2 separate regions of the Sus scrofa genome follow, and region 1 is linked to region 2. Evidence: chromatin contacts called from public HiChIP or PLAC-seq data. All regions are on one chromosome and are shown on one strand. Each heading gives the region's core, a stretch centred on a gene start, on an enhancer-like site or on the middle of the called end of the contact. The rest is flanking DNA. Distances are from core to core; before and after follow the strand shown. Region 1 overlaps DST (dystonin). Region 2 overlaps DST (dystonin).

What was found. HiChIP or PLAC-seq counts read pairs in DNA pulled down with a chosen protein or histone mark.
Region 1: a contact with region 2 is called in an H3K27ac HiChIP or PLAC-seq map of skeletal muscle. The contact joins two enhancer-like sites. A contact is called at or near these places in 1 of 5 promoter capture datasets (liver), 18 of 47 Hi-C or Micro-C datasets (adipocytes, brain, embryonic fibroblasts and 11 more) and 1 of 2 datasets of contacts at active chromatin or transcription factors (skeletal muscle).

What each region holds. Positions count from the first base shown.
Region 1 is chr7:28,984,179-28,987,702 of Sscrofa11.1, forward strand. All of the region lies in intron 4 of DST (dystonin), which reads left to right. Among named protein-coding and RNA genes, the nearest start is that of DST, 170 kb to the left of the region's middle. Within about 2 kb of position 2,028, at least 6 of the 83 cell types and tissues checked have an H3K27ac peak or open chromatin away from gene starts, as enhancers often do. A contact at or near this core is called in skeletal muscle, where this site is marked.
Region 2 is chr7:28,924,458-28,928,070 of Sscrofa11.1, forward strand. The region is part of intron 4 of DST (dystonin); the gene reads left to right. Among named protein-coding and RNA genes, the nearest start is that of DST, 110 kb to the left of the region's middle. Within about 2 kb of position 1,649, at least 3 of the 83 cell types and tissues checked have an H3K27ac peak or open chromatin away from gene starts, as enhancers often do. A contact at or near this core is called in skeletal muscle, where this site is marked.

The DNA.
Region 1 (3,524 bases), core at 778-3,277, 60 kb after region 2:
GAAAACAGGGCCGCAGATAAGGATCAGGGGAGAGGCAAGCTTGCATGGCTTTTCAGAGCCGGTGATCCTTCTCTCTGGAAATGAAGAAGGCTTCATTGACATCTTCCATTTGTTGAGGGCTTTAGCTCTGTGGATGAACTCAAAAGTATTGTTATCCACGTTCCCGGAGGGGGACCAGGGCCCTGCCCCAAGGCTGTACCGCTGTCTCTTGACTGTTCCTCGCTGGTCTCTTCACCCCCCTCCCTTCCCGGATTAGCAACTCTCTGCACCTGCTTTTTGGAACCCAGGCAAGGTCAGGGAGGCTGAAGCCCATTCCCCAAAAACAAGAAATGGGGGATACAGGAAAGCCTGTGTGCGCAGGAGCCCACAAGGCCTTGCTTGGTCTCACCTCCCCATGGTCACGGACGGGGCGGGCCGGCCGGTCGGTCTCCTGAGTGTGTTGGGTAAGAGGTGTGCAGACGGCAGCCTTTTGTCTGTAGGTGTGTAGGCTTTTGTGGTGTTTGTCTGGGTCGGGGAGAGGAAGTGAAAAAAGCATGTTAATTCAGTATGGGGGTGGTTATACGGGACGCACAGTGAAGAAATGTTACCTGGTGACCAGTACTTAGGAGGGCCCGAGGCTCAGAAAAGAATATAAAGACAGGTCGGGAGTGCCCGCCATGGCTCAGCTGTTAATGAGTCTGACTAGCATCCATGAGGACACAGGTTTGATCCCTGGCCCTGCTCAGTGGGTTAAGGATCTGGTGTTGCCGTGAGCTGTGGTGTAGCTTGCAGATGTGGCTGGGATCCCGCGTTGCCGTGGCTGTGGTGTAGGCTGGCGGTTACAGCTCCAAATCAGCCCCTAGCCTGGGAACCTCTGTATGCTGTGGGTGAGGCCCTAAAAAACCAAAAAAAAAAAAAAAAAAAAAAAAAGACAAGTGTACTAGTTATCTATTCTGCATAACGAACGTTTAAAGTTGTGGAATAGTTGACCTACAATGTTGTGTTAGTATTTTTTTTTTAATTTTAATGATTTTAATTTTTTTTTCCATTATAGCTGGTTTGCAGGGTTCTGTCAGCTTTCTACTATACAGCAAGGTGACCCAGTTACGCATACATGTATACATTCTTTTTCTCACATTATCATGCTCCGTCATAAGTGACTAGATATAGTTCCCAGTGCTACACAGCAGGATCTCATTGCTTATCTGTTGTGTTAGTTTCAGGTGAACAGCAAAGTGATTCTGTTTTATATATATACTTTTTCAGATTCCTTTCCCATATAGGTTTTTATAGGATATTGAGTCACGTTCCCTGTGCTATACAGCAGATCCTTGTTGATTAATTCTTTTATGTATAGCAGTGTGTTTCTTTTAATCCAAAACTCCTAATTTATTCCCCTCCCACAACCAAAAGTTTGTTTTCTGTGTCTGAGTGTCTATTTCTGTTTCATGAAGTTCATCTGTATTATTTTTATTAGATTCCACCTGTTAGTGATCCCATATGAGATTTGTCTCTCTCTTACTTCACTTGGTTGGATCATCTCCATCCATGTTGCTGGGATTTTCCATGTAACAAATTACTCACCAGCCTAGAAGCTTTAAACAGTATTTACCATCTCACGGAGCCTGGGAGTGGCTTCGCTGGGAGTTGGGGGCTGGTCTGTCACCAGAAGGCAGGCAGCCTGGTCGTCAGGCCAACAGAAGGCGAGGGGTCCCGGGCTTACCCTGGGGGTTGTCCCCAGGGGCTGGCCACTGCTGTGATGTACCTGTGGCCACCACCTTCCTGAGGGCCCTGGGCCCTATGTAATGCCACTTCAGAGCACCCTGTGACAAAATGACCTGTGATCTGAAATGTTCTCTTCTGCTAAGTGACCCTGATTCTCACTGTTTACTTTTGAATATAAACCTGAATAAAAACAACGGGGAGTTTTAAAGAGCATGTCGTTTGTTGCCTTAGTTTTGTAGTTTTTTAGACTGGAGATGCTGCCTGGTAACCACGTGGTCAGAGTCACATGAAGGACCAGCTGCAGCTCTGGTAGTGGACAGAAGACATTTGTACGTTTGACTCGCAGGAGAGAGTAATCTGGCCACAGCCCCCCACCCGACCCCTGCCACACCGAGAGCATCGGAGCATAGAAACATCATTTAAGAAACATCTCTTGGAGTTCCAGTCATGGCTCAGTGGTTAACGAATCCGACTAGGAACCACGAGGTTGCGGGTTCGATCTCTGGACTCACTCAGTGGGTTAAGGACCTGGCGTTGTGAGCTGTGGTGTAGGTCGCAGATGCAGCTTGGATCCCGCGGTGCTGTGACTCTGGCGTAGGCCGGCGGCTACAGCTCCGATCCTAGCCTGGGAACCTCCATATGCCGCAGGAGCAGCCCTAGAAAAAGGCAAAAAGCCAAAAGAAAAAAAAAGAAAGAAAGAAACATCTCTTGATTCAGCTCATAAAGAACTTAGGTCTCTTTTTATTCATGTTTTCCCCTTCATAAAAGAATTCAGATGTTATACTGAAAAATTTACTCTGTCCATTAAGGTGTAAATTTGACATTTGGTTTTGCCAAATGATAAAGTGCTTATATGGCAGAAGTTGGCCCACAGTCTAAAATTATACTTACTTTTAAAAGTTGATATTTGGATAGGTCAGTTTTCTTCCCATTGCTCAACCCTGACGTTTAAAATAGCCTGGAGCCCACCTGATCAGGTGTAACTTTCCCCTGCTTCTGCTGCGGTGTCTCTTAAGGAAAGCAGTTTCTTAGTAATGCTGGGGTTCTTTTATTTTCTCGCTTGAATATTCACACTTGAGGTTATGATTGCACAGACCACGCACCAGCCTGGTGACTCTGATGTAACCTTGCAGTAGGGTGAGAAAACATTTTGCAGCTGAGCTTAAAAGGTCACGCACTCCCTGAACTTGTAGGTAAAATTTGGTGTCTGTGTACATGTGTGATGTGCATTTGAAAGGAAGCCTGCAGATTTCACCAGATTCTCCAAGGGACCTGTGATCCCCACACTGCTAATGACTCTGTGTTTTGTGCCATTTTAACCCCTGGTTGTGATTAATTTTGCTGTTATGTTTGTGCAGTCAGTGTTTGTGGCAAACAGGGAACAGATATTTCTATTTTTTGCATAGGCAAATGGAGTCTTGCCATTTTACCCACAAATACGCAAAACTAAAACATCTACGTGAATATTTTGACCCAGGGCCTTTGTACTTCTTTGACAATGATTTATAACTTTCGAATTGTTGGAGATAAACATTTTTACCATGTAATGTACAGACGTCCTCACACTCCACATTCGATTCGGGAAATTCTGGTGTCTCCTTAAATGACACTGCATTCTTGAACTATTACGTGACAGCCACAGCCAGAATGTCGGGGGACAACTGCTCTTCGCAGACAATTTTAGTCGCATACCAGGGTGAGGATTAGCGCTCATCTAAATTGGGGGCCCCGTGAAAAAGAATTTATGAACTTCCAAAGTGATGCCCAGTTTTCTTAGGTAATGTTTTTCATTCTGTTCCCTTTTGAAGAGACTCTATTAT
Region 2 (3,613 bases), core at 399-2,898:
GAAAAGGAAAGAGAGTATTAAAAAAATAAAATTGATGATGTTAAGTGTGAAAATGAGATCACTAATGTGAACCCAAGAAATTCTGTTCTATACATTTTAGACTTAATTGACAAGGAAGGGATGTTATTTTGGTCCAAGAGAATGGGTATTTTTCCAGTGATCTGGAAATGTATTGGTTATCCCCAGACAACTGTAAAAAGTGTTTCATTATTATTCTTTATGAAAGCTGAGTGGCAGATTTCTTATTTATCAATAACTGCATATATATGTATATATGACTAAGAACCCTCTTCAGTTAAGAAAAAAGGCATCATGTTCGGTTTTCCACGGAAACGCTGAGTAAATGCTTTTTCTCCTCTCATCAGGACAGTGTGATTCTACTCATGGGCTTGGTGACAGAAGGAAATGAGAACTGTTCCAGCCGTAGTGGTCATTTTCAGTTCAGTTTTATGGCCTACTGGTGTATATGTGAATGGTCAAAATCTTGCCTTTTTGCTGTGTAAACTAACCTTGATGCCAGTTGAATTGAAAGCTGGAGTGTAAAGGTTTCTGGGAACTTTGTCCCTTTGGTACGGAGTGGTTTTCAGCTGGCTTTGAGATTCTGCAGAAACTTGATTTCAGGTTTCATCTGCTCATGTGGCTTCATGGTCAGTTGTATAACAAGTGACCTTTAACTGGGCTCCATCGTGATAGTGTTACATTGTAGCTAGTTATAACAACATTGGTCTGGGCTTTCTCTTTGCTCTTAAAAAATGAAATAGGCTTAATCCGGTAATGAGTGTTAGTTAAGATTGTGTTGGGCTGTTTGGAGCCGAAAACAGATGATGTCCTATCCCTCATTACCCGAAATCATCATTAAGCCAGAAGAGTAAGCATCTTCACATCGCTCCAGTAAAAAGTGTGCTTTTTTTTCCTTGGGGACTGAGAGGCCCCAGCTAGGACGGCCAGGCTGTAGGGCACCTCAATTTGGCGGTAGGATCCAGACTCCTATTATTTCTTCTCTGCCACTTGTGGTACATCATATGGTCATTCTCTCATTACAAGATGGCTGCTGCTCTTCCACCCTTTGCATTTCATTTCCACACGGGAAGAAGAGGAAGTGCAAGGACAAAGATCCAAAGATGCAGACTGGTTGATTCTGCCTCCTTTTGAAGAGCTTTTTTTAGAAGCCCACTGAGCACTTTTAGCTTATATTTCACTGGCCAAAACTGTTACAGGGGCCACTGCTGTCTGCAAGGTAGACTAGGAAAATACATACATTTCAGCTGGCCTCATTTAGTTCCTGAACAGAATTGAAGTTCTGTTGGTAAAGAATAAGGAGAGAATTGGAGTTCCTGTCGTGGCTCAGTGGTTAACGAATCCATCTAGGAACCATGAGGTTGCGGGTTCGATCCCTGGCCTTGCTCAGTGGGTTAAGGATACAGCATTGCCGTGAGCTGTGGTGTAGGTTGCAGACGCAGCTCGGATCCCGAGTTGCTGTGGCTGTGGTGTAGGCCGGCAGCTACAGCTCCGATTGGACCCCTAGCCTGGAAACTTCCATATGCTGAAGGTGAAGCCCTAGAAAAGGCAAAAAGACCAAAAAAAAAAAAAAAAGAAGAAGAGAGAATGGATATTGCGTTTGCAACCGGCAATGTCTGTCCTGAAATTGGAAACCTAAAGTCTGGACACGTTAATAACCATAACACGTATTTGACTTCACTGTAGTCGGAGAGAATAGCTGAGAGTCCAAGGATTTTCCAGATGACATAGTTGAGTATTTTATAGTGTTATTATTACATGGATTTGAAAAGTAATTGATACCAAATAATTAGGGTTTAAATTGACTGAGGAATTTGTTCATTGCCTTACAGCATAAGAAACACATATCAGTTCAGGAATGTCACCAGTTATTAGATACTCTTGGTGAATTTAACTTTGAACCCAAAATATCACACTCATGCTACTTTAGTCTTTGTCGTGTTGTTGTTGCTGTCCTGATTGAGCCTTGTACAGTTTTTCCAACAAGTTAGTCAACTCAGTTTAGTTAAGAATTTCAAAAAAAGCTGTATACTTTTTTCTTTACTTTTGTTAAATTCAGAAAAATTAAAACAAAATTTTTAGAGTTGAGGAAGACATTTTTATTTAGGAATAAAAATCAAAATGAGTGTCACCTTAATACAATAGGGTAGCCTATTTATCATATAAAATGTAAATAATGTTCCATAGCAGAAGTTCCTAAACAGGACAGTACATCAGAATCACCAGTGGAGACTAAAAATGCTTTTGCCCAGCCCTCAGCCAGTTCTAATTCAGAATCTTTTGAAGTGGGGCCTAGAGAGCTGTATTTTAAAACAAACTTTCTGATTTTTTTAAAAATTATTTTTATTAGAGTACCGTTGATTTACAGTGTGGTGTCAATTTCTTCTGTACAGTACACTGACCCCGACAAGCTATATGCTTTTTCAGACTTTTTATTGGAGTAATGTAAAGGTACTTGTTTTTCTGGCTTAATGATGATTTCAAGTAATAAGTGATTTGTAAGTCAAGGTGGTGAGAAGAACTCAATGTTCTAATGTTATTCTGCAGCCAGGCAGAGGCGTTTGTATGTTTCTGCCTTTGGGTCTAGGAGCCTGGGTCTTTGGGAGCTGGAGAGCTTGAACTGAGCCTGTTCATGAGACTGGGATTGGAAGAACTTTGAAAGTTGCAGAGGGGACACAAAAGATGGAATATCTGGGCTGTCCCATGTTCCTTTTTTTTTGATCATTAATATTCAGATTTTATTTCCTTTCTCTCAAGCTCTGATTTAAGTAAATGTTATATAACTCATTTAATCTTCACTATAACATTTTGAAATACTGTTATTATCCCGTATTTTACAGAGAGAAAATGAAGCAAAAAAAAAAAAAAAAGGTTAAACGTTTTTCTTTAATTCACAGAGTTGGAAAGTATCAAGGAAGACATAGTAGTTGTAAAAAAAAAAAAATCTCAAAATTGAAATAGCTAAGATTTCATGGAGGAAAACAGCACCAACAAGCTTCTTGTTTCTGTAATTTTTTTTTCCCCCAAAAAGTGGCACAAATCTTCCTAGTAAATCTTTTTTAGAAGAAAGACAAACCCTTTTAAACCCATGTCTAACAGAGGATTGGCGTTTTCTGGAATCCCAGTATCTAAGTTTGCTGGAACCTGACTAATTAAAAAATACATGTATATTGGAATATAGTTGACTGTTGACTGTGTTCTTTCCTGTTTTAGCTCCACAACTGAGTGTAAAAATGTATAAAACTCACTAAGGTTATTTGACTCCATAAGCCTGATGAATTGAGTGAGAAGCATTGTGGTTTTCAGCGTTTGGTATTTCACATGAATTAAAAAGCAACCCAGACGCTTCTGTTACCTGGGGCTCCTCTCTCTACAGTGACTTTCTTTTTGGGTATTCTAATAATCTAGGTTCATTTTATTTTGGGGGGCAATTTCTTTTTTAAAAAATTGCGTGGGAGTATGGTTGATTTCCAGTGTGGTGTTAGTTTACCACGGCTTTTGAAGAAGATCTGTGTCCATTTCTCAGCCCTTAGTAATTTATACAGATCTCATTCTGCTTACGACCGGAGGGGAATTTCAGGCAGCAGTCCGTTTG